Linked DNA regions of Mus musculus: all the other regions are linked to region 3. Evidence: chromatin contacts called from public Hi-C data. All regions are on one chromosome and are shown on one strand. Each heading gives the region's core, a stretch centred on a gene start, on an enhancer-like site or on the middle of the called end of the contact. The rest is flanking DNA. Distances are from core to core; before and after follow the strand shown. Region 1 has its middle 83 kb from the start of Gm34983. Region 2 has its middle 83 kb from the start of Gm34921. Region 3 overlaps Poc1b (POC1 centriolar protein B).

Evidence for each region. A called contact is a pair of places that touch in the nucleus more often than the background predicts.
Region 1: a Hi-C map of cortical neurons shows a contact between it and region 3, with 4 times the contacts expected there. The contact joins two enhancer-like sites. A contact is called at or near these places in 5 of 484 Hi-C or Micro-C datasets (the N1E-115 cell line, cortical neurons, group 2 innate lymphoid cells and 1 more) and 2 of 9 other capture datasets (adipose tissue and liver).
Region 2: a Hi-C map of liver shows a contact between it and region 3, with 4 times the contacts expected there. The contact joins two enhancer-like sites. A contact is called at or near these places in 4 of 484 Hi-C or Micro-C datasets (cranial neural crest, liver, nephron progenitors and 1 more) and 1 of 9 other capture datasets (adipose tissue).

Annotation. Positions count from the first base shown.
Region 1 is chr10:99,375,310-99,378,270 of GRCm38.p6, forward strand. No RefSeq gene overlaps it. Among named protein-coding and RNA genes, the nearest start is that of Gm34983, 83 kb to the right of the region's middle. Within about 2 kb of position 1,317, at least 25 of the 459 cell types and tissues checked have an H3K27ac peak or open chromatin away from gene starts, as enhancers often do. A contact at or near this core is called in cortical neurons, where this site is marked.
Region 2 is chr10:99,352,790-99,355,489 of GRCm38.p6, forward strand. No RefSeq gene overlaps it. Among named protein-coding and RNA genes, the nearest start is that of Gm34921, 83 kb to the left of the region's middle. Within about 2 kb of position 1,277, at least 74 of the 459 cell types and tissues checked have an H3K27ac peak or open chromatin away from gene starts, as enhancers often do. A contact at or near this core is called in adipose tissue and liver, where this site is marked.
Region 3 is chr10:99,168,226-99,171,027 of GRCm38.p6, forward strand. All of the region lies in intron 10 of Poc1b (POC1 centriolar protein B), which reads left to right. Among named protein-coding and RNA genes, the nearest start is that of Galnt4, 61 kb to the left of the region's middle. Within about 2 kb of position 1,311, at least 79 of the 459 cell types and tissues checked have an H3K27ac peak or open chromatin away from gene starts, as enhancers often do. A contact at or near this core is called in adipose tissue, cortical neurons and liver, where this site is marked.

The DNA.
Region 1 (2,961 bases), core at 67-2,566, 210 kb after region 3:
TGAGCAGCAGGATGTCTGTTCTCCAGCTGTTTTTTCAACAGGAAGAGGGGATCAAATAAACAATGCACACACAGTAGTTCACTCGAAACCGCAGGTAATCTGCAGCTGCAGCAAGAACAATTCAGCTTTGCCAAACAGGTTCACAAAGAGGCTGCATATTACAGAAGCAATGCAGAAATAGTCTCAGGGTAGTTGATGGTCTCTTTCCATCAGACTGCAGCCAACCTATAAACCCAGGATTGGACACATGAGAGCTAACTTTTGTTCATTTAAAAAAAATGTAATTATATTTGTGTGTGTGTACATGCCAAAAACCCAGAGATCACACTTAGGTTGTGTGTGTGTGTGTGTGTGTGTGTGTGTGTGTGTGTGTGTGTGCATGTGTACACATGTATATACTTAAGCTAGAGTCCTAGGGATCAAATTCAGGTTACCAACCATGACAGCAAATGCCTTTACATACTGAACCTTCATGCTGGCCTGTCTTTCAAGTGATTTTTAAAATGAAGTTTAAAAGTTTTCTCTGTCATGGAAAAGGAGTAATTTTGATGTAGACATGCAAAATAGTAGTATACTATCCTAGTTATAAGTAAGATTTGAATTTAAAATTTCCAACATTTCCAAATTGTCATACCCTTCGAAATAGGAGCAAACCATATGTAACATTAATGTGAAGCTCTTGCTAGCAAACACTGCCTCCCCGCCCCACACACTTGAGAATAGAGTATCATCAATTCAATATGTAAAAAACTGTGCCATGTGACAGACATATTTCTTGGTGATACAGAGCATAAGGGTAGATATGCAAGCTTCATGTGAAACATTTATTGGTTTATTGAAGGGACCAGAATGATGGATTCCCGGGTAAGTTCTAGGCTGGTAAGTAAATTTAGAGTCCGAAGCTCAGTCTTGTGCTTGGTGCACTCTTGATGCCTAACCTTTATGTGATACCATGTAGGGCCAAAAATGCACTGCTAGTTCATTGGCAAGAACCCGACTGTAATCCTTGGTCTCTATGACAGTACTTCTTAAAGAAGTATCAGAATACCTCTTAGTCATAACTCAGATCTAAATCCTGAACTGCCGAAATTCTATTAATGAATCATAAAAGGCCTCCTTCCCCCGCCCCCTGTGAACAAGGTGGGCATTTATTCATCTCAGCGATGCAGTCATTATCGTAGGGCCAAGTATGACTTAGAATAAGCTGGAAATTGGGTGAAACCAACCATCCAGCACCAGGGGCTTGAACAGTCATCGATGTTGTCAGTGAGTGTTCCTGGTAGTGAAAAGGCCTTCCCAAGCCAGTCAATCCTGTTTCTGTTTTTGACTGTAACCATGGAGACGCCCAGGCGCTTTTGCTATATTTAGTTAATTCATTGTGTTTAGAGACTGTTTCCAACCTCCTGGCGCTGTTTTTCTTATTATTTCTTTTTCTGTACTCCCCATGAACTAAGTAAAATATCAGCCTGAGGATTATCATCTGAGAAGCTGAACGGGTGTGTGAGTTTGACACAGAGGTTAAGGTTAAGGTTAAGAGGTTAATGCATTTGTACATCATGGGCCTCAATTCTGGGACTATTTTGAATAACCAAGATTTATTCTATCGATTTGAATTCATTAAGAAATCCAAGAGGGCTGACGATGTAGGTCACTGGTCGGGTGCTTGCCGAGTGTGAAGAAAGCCTTGGAATTAATCCCGGACACCATCCAAAACTGTCAACAAGGTTCAAATACGGCACATGTCCCCTCTGTTATAGTGTGAGAGCACAGGTTAGAGCTGCTAAGCATCAGGGTGAGAAGTGTTGTCCCTCTGGAGTCTGTCAACAAATATCAGTGGATAAGCCAGGGTATCAGAGATTATTCATTCCTAATTCTGCATGGATCATTCATTATATGAAAGAGGAGAAGGCTGAGTTCCTATCCTGGGAGGCACAAAGAGGAAACACCAAGACAAAAGTGAAATGTGATAAATGAATGTGAGCAAGAGCTGTCTGCCACGAATTCCCTTCTCTTCTTTGGGTTTCTTCTCTTTTTAAAAATAATTTATTTTATTCTATGTGTTGTATGAGTGTTTGACTTGCAAGTATATATTCGCACCATGTGCTTGCCTGCTGACCAAGGAGGTCAGAAGAGGCCATTCTTTGGAACTACGAGCTGCCATGTGGTTCTGGGAATTGAACTTTCGTCCTCTAAGATGAGCAGTAGGTGCCCTTAACCACTGAGCCATCTCTCCAACCCCTCTAATTTCCCTGATGGGGAAATAATCTCTCCTCTACTCATTAGCAGCTAAGCAAGGCAGGCACTGTTGGAGACACATTTCTTCATTTACGTTGAGTCTGCCCTCTCTGTGTAGTTACAACTCTGGGGAATTTTGCAGAGAGCCAAATGGAGTCACCGAGTCTCTGACATACTCTTGGAACTGACCTAAGTAAATGTTTTCATAGCACTGAACTGAACGTGGCAAGAACAATTCTTGCCCCTCGTCCCAAAACACATACTCTTGTTGAACTAAGACCTTCAATTGAGCATGCTCAGAAATGTACACTTTAACTTGAATGTGATAAGTACTTTGCCTACCTCTGCTTTCCTATGTGAGTGTGTTTTCTTCCCAGTCAAAATCTCCCTATGTTCTTCCTTGGTTAAGAATGCTACTTAGGAAATAATCTCGGTGATTTCCTCTCCTGAGGCAAGTATTCTTTACTCTCCTAATTGTGCTTTCTTGGATTGGTACCCACCAAGAGTAGACCCCCACCACAGTACATACTGAATACGCAGGTGGGACAGTGATTTCTTCTAACTGATTCCCACTGGAGTAGCTGAAAGACGTGATTCTCCTTTCACCCTAGTGTGGTCATAGGCTAATCAGAAGACCTAAAATTGGCCAAGGAAACTTACTTCTAGGTCTAGAAGATGGAGGTAGAAGGAAAAATTTTGAGGCATACATGGCTCAAGAGAGACACA
Region 2 (2,700 bases), core at 27-2,526, 180 kb after region 3:
TTTAGGGTTAGAAAGGTTGTTAATCAGCACATACATAAATCTAAAAATAAAAACGAAATTAAAAAATAAAGTAAAAGAAATTCTTTTACCAGGAGAGTGACTGTAGATATTCTTAGCCTGTGATTTGGTAGACATTTGCCTTAACCCTGTAGTTTTAACTTCATGCTTTCTTTAAATGAAAAGTGAAACTTTACTTACAGACCTTCTAAGGACCCTTTAAGAAGGATTCCTTTGACCCCGTGTTTGGACAGAGCATCCCTACCCATCCAGGATGCTCTGCATCGTTTTGACTGCATCAAGCTACGTAAAGAACTGGACAGTGGATTTATTCTGCCTGATGTTGGGGAAGAGAACAAATTTTTTCAGAGACCTGAAACTCTCTCGACTGATTTCACCATTGATCTTATCTTGTTGCTTTTGTTTTCCTTTGACAGACCCCATAATCGTTGTCAAGAAGAAAAAATTCAAAAGGTAATCATCATGGGGGGCAACTTTAAAGCATTATAAAAAGAAATGAAACGGGTATCCTTTGTAAGCCCAGCCTAAAAAAGATTTGTATTTCCGACCAGGCATTAATTTACATAACGGAGGATGGCAGGATCTTCCTCTATGACAACTGTTTGTTTGTTTGTTTTACTGAAGAGAAAAAGATGTTACGCCAGTATGTTTAGCGAGAATGCTCCAGAATGGAGTGAAACACAACCAGGAATTTAGTGTCTCCATCATAAAAGGTCTTTGGAAGACCCGTTTCAGGTCTCGGATGACGTGCAGTGTGCCATGAAAGGAGTGTTCGGGAATCTGGAGAAGTGGAGGCTCCTTGGCCCGTGAATACCTGCCCACGTGATTTCCTGCCTGCCTTTCTCTTCCCAGGAAAGCAACACATTTGGCTTCTACAACATTATGATGCAAATAATCCTATTTTATAGCTTTTTGTTTAAGTGCACGGGCAGGCTTTGACAAGTGGCTGTGAAAGGGAGAGGTTCCTTGTGTTCTGGGGACTATGCAGTCTTACTGGTAACGCTCTCTCTGCCCCCTCCCCCATCTACCTGGGTACCCTCCTTCGCGGACCCTCCTCATTGTTTTTTTTTTTCCTTCTGCGTGGGATGAGGCACACCGAGAAAGCAGTTGTTGACTTTTGTCTCCTTGGCATTTTTCTTGAACCAATTAAATGAATGATGTAGCAAGTGCAATTGCCAGAGAGTTTAAACCCAGTAATGGCCCCAGTGGGTTACACAAGGCTGATCTTTGACCCTATAAAAAAGGCCACCATAAAAATCTGCCAGGCAATCCGGAAGCTGCCGAAATTCATTGCTCAATGAGTCATCTGCTGTTGTCAACCGGCATGAGTTAAAGACATGCGGAAACAGGTTATTTTTGTGGTAACTAAAGTTCAGCAGATGAACAAAAAGTTGCCATTCCGTTCTGAAGAGGAACAATTATGCCGTTTCAAAGCCAACAACCCGTGCATCCTCTGGGAATGTCTATCATTCAAATGTCTTTCCAGTCCTTCCAAGAACACAAGGATGGACAGCCTTTGCCATTTCTGTGCAGCTAGAAATAGAGGGTGTAGGAAGAGACTCCCGGGAAAGACTTGTTTCAAATTTTCTTTCCTTTTTCTGGGCATTCATTTCTTCATTTGTAAAACAAAGCGGGTTTTTTTTGTTTGTTTGTTTTTTGTTATTTTATGATCCTTCAAGGTCAGATCACTTGTGTTCTCTATGTTTGTGACCTGTGAACCTAGAGGCCCCAATGTAGTAAAATCTCACTCAGTGTTTTGCTAAGGACTGGATGAAAGGTCAGCTGTTTGTAATCTACTTTAATCAACAAGTACAATAAAAAATACAATAGCACTAAGCCACCTAACAATGAGATGCTTGAAGCAGGCTTTTTGATATATCTTTCTTTTCATACTCATATAAGCTCTTTAAAACCAGCAATTTGGTGACCTTCTATTAGATCATTGCTAACATTTTCAATGCCTTACATAGGGAAAAGTATTGACTTATTATTATTATTATTATTTGGAAATAAACCTTACATAAAAACTTTCCATAACCTCGTAATACAAAGTCTACAGACATAAAAGTAGTCTAACAAAATTCCCTTTCTTTTCAAAATGTCACTGTTATTATACGAATAGAGAATTTTCTGGGTGGAGGAATGACCATCTATAATTAAGGAACATCATCACAATCAGCAGCAGCAGCATCAACCTCCTCACCATCACCAACAGCAAAACAAAACAAAAAGAGTCGTCTGAACCTTTCTGATTCTGGAAACCTCTTTACGTTTTCTTTAAAGGCGTTGGAAATTCTGAGGCATCACTAAATCTATCCTATAGTAGTGTGAGAGTTATTTGTAACCTAGCTCCTGGCAAATGGGTAAGAAATAATTCCTTTATGTTAAAAATGTGGTTTATTTGATAGGTTTTGTGAGTTTGCAGAGTTATGAAGAAGTTTCAGGATTAAGACAATGAGGCCAGCATTCCAGTGATAATAGACAGCTTTCTCATAGCTCTAAATTGTCCATAAGCCAAGATCCCTTGAGATGGCAAAACAGCCAAATAGTAGCACAGTGGCTGAGCAAATGTTTAGTGATTCGGTCCCTGGAAAAGTTAGTTGCATGCTGAGAGTTTTATCAGGTTAACTAATAAAGGGTTTGGATCCAGGCCCTGCAATGAAAGGTGGAGAGCCAGGGTTT
Region 3 (2,802 bases), core at 61-2,560:
CCTACTGTATTCATTTTATTATTTGTCCTAAAAGTAGATGAAGAAACTGAAGTCAGAACTCTCACCGTCGTTCTGTGGATTGCTAAAACACTGGATTCCTTATCTCAATCCTGAGCACAATGCATAGTGCAAATATAACTATGCCTTTCTTTAGAGTTAGAGACAGCATTCAGGTCAAATTAGTTATTTATAATAAACTGAGACTTTCAAGTTACATTATAGGGGGAAAAAAATCCCAGAATGTGCAGTTCTTTAAACCATTAGCCAAAATAAAGACAGGCCGCCCAGAGAAGCACAGCAAGTTGCTCCCGTGAGAAGGCCCAACAGCGCCCACCCTGGGCAGGGGAAGGAAGACAGCAGTGGACGGAACACATGTCAGCTGGAGAGTTCCCCTCATGTCCTGTATGGGGAATTGTCACGGAAATGTTGGTGGGGGCAGTGTTCCCAAAGAGATGATCAGTCACCTAGAGAAGGCAATAGAAGACTTTTCCCAGAGAAATCAGCCGTTAGCCTGAGCAGAGATGGGTAGGATTTGTTATTGTAGTTTGTTTGTGTGTTTTCAAACTGGAATATTTCAGGTAAGAATGCAAGTATGTTCCTTTAAAATTTTTTGAAAATGTGCACCATGATAATAAAATGCACAGTAATCTACTTCTGATCCCTCCTCCTTGCATCCTGTCTCCCCACCCCCACCCGCATACGGTCTCTCCTTGTTCCTCCCTCCCTGAGCTGGCTTGGAGATTGTCTTGCCTTAGCCTTTTTCCTTCACAGGTGGCACATTGGGGCCTTTACATTGCCTTACCAACAGGTGGCAGATATGGCCGAATCCTGCCAGGCTTCGCTCTCATATGCGTCCATGTCCCTCCCGCAATAAGTATTTCTTGAGGAACTGCTCCGTGGTCATTCCCCATTCTCAGCTTTAAAGAAATGAAAAGGAAGCAATAAATTAAAACCTGTCCAGAAAAGTTCAATTCTACATCCCACTCAGAGAAACAGGGAAGTCTCAGTTAAAAACAGAGTCTTTTTAGGATAGTGGATCAAAAACGCTGCAAAAGTGCAGAAAAGCACTCTGGGCAATAGCGAGAGGCTGCAGGAGTGTGGTCAAGACACCTGTCACATGGCAGGTGCCGCCTGAGTAAGTGCCGCAGTGGCACTGGGGGCAAGGACCTAGAAAACTAAGGAACTAATGGACTTCAGGCAGTAGTGGCTTGACACAGGCAGGAGCAAGGGAGGGTCAGAGATGGCAGGCTTCTGAAGATATTTTGAAGGCAGAGCCAAGAGGATTTCCTGACAGATTGGATGTCAGCTGTGGGATTCCCTATCTCCTCTCCCAGGGGACAGTAAGGTGTAGCCTTGCATAATCTCAGGGCAGCTGGGAATATCTTCTGCCTCAACCTCATTTTGACAAAGAGCCAAGGACAGAAAAATAATCATAGTTTTCTTGTCTTAGGTTCTGGAACCAGGGGAAGGAAATTCTCTGCCTTTTCTGTGACTTTGGGGAGTGCCCTGCTAAATGTCATTTAGAGTCACATTTCTCAGCAGAGCACGCTTGGTTTCTCTTTTGCAAAAGATTTTTTACATCAGCCTGTTTGAGGGAAGAGAGCCGTTGCCCACTTTCATGGACCATATGGTACATACTACCTATAAAGCAATGTTGTGTTGACACATCTGCGGACACAGGGAGAGTAGACTTGCAGACAGAATATTTCCACGGGTGTTGTGGCAACAGTACATCCTGGTTACTAGACAACATTGTGTAACTAGTTCAGAGTTATTTCAGTTCCTAACTGCTTATGTAAGCAAAGATTTGGAAGGACTTATTTGAAAGAACACAGTGTCTGCAAATTCAAATGTCCCTCAGCCAAAATGTACAACTTTGACAGCTTTAGATGCACGTGCAGGCTGGAGAGTATGTTAAGAGCACTGGTTTCTCTTCCAAAGTACCCGAGTTCAATTCCCAGCACCCACATTGACCACTAACAACTATCTGTAACTCCCGTTCCAGGGCACCCATCTTCTTCTGCATGCAGCGTAAACGTCCACACAGATAATATAAATAAATAGTTTTAAGAATAATGCAGGAGCGCCCGTAAGTCACGGGGCGCTGGCACCCAGCCTTCCTTCCCTCTCCCTGTACTACGTCCCCAGGCTTACTCACGGCGTCATTTGGAGAAGGTCAGGTTCTCTTTAAGGTTTTTAAACTTTGCTACAGCGAATAAGGCTGCATTTGATTTGTAAGTTTAGCACATATGATTTCTAAAAACCAAATATGTTGTTGGCTTACAGTAAACGGGCAGGTTGGTGTGTTTTCAAGCACTGTTTAGGTGGCTCTGCAGTGTCTGTCTGGGTGGCTCTGCAGTGTCTGTCTGGGTGCTCTGAGGTGTCTGTCTGGGTGGCTCTGAGGTGTCTGTCTGGGTGCTCTGCAGTATCTGTCTGGGTACTCTGCAGTATCTGTCTGGGTACTCTGCAGTATCTGTCTGGGTACTCTGCAGTATCTGTCTGGGTACTCTGCAGTATCTGTCTGGGTACTCTGCAGTATCTGTCTGGGTACTCTGCAGTATCTGTCTGGGTGCTCTGCAGTATCTGTCTGGGTGCTCTGCAGTATCTGTCTGGGTACTCTGCAGTATCTGTCTGGGTACTCTGCAGTATCTGTCTGGGTACTCTGCAGTATCTGTCTGGGTACTCTGCAGTATCTGTCTGGGTACTCTGCAGTATCTGTCTGGGTGTTCTGCAGTATCTGTCTGGGTGCTCTGCAGTATCTGTCTGGGTGTTCTGCAGTATCTGTCTGGGTGTTCTGCAGTA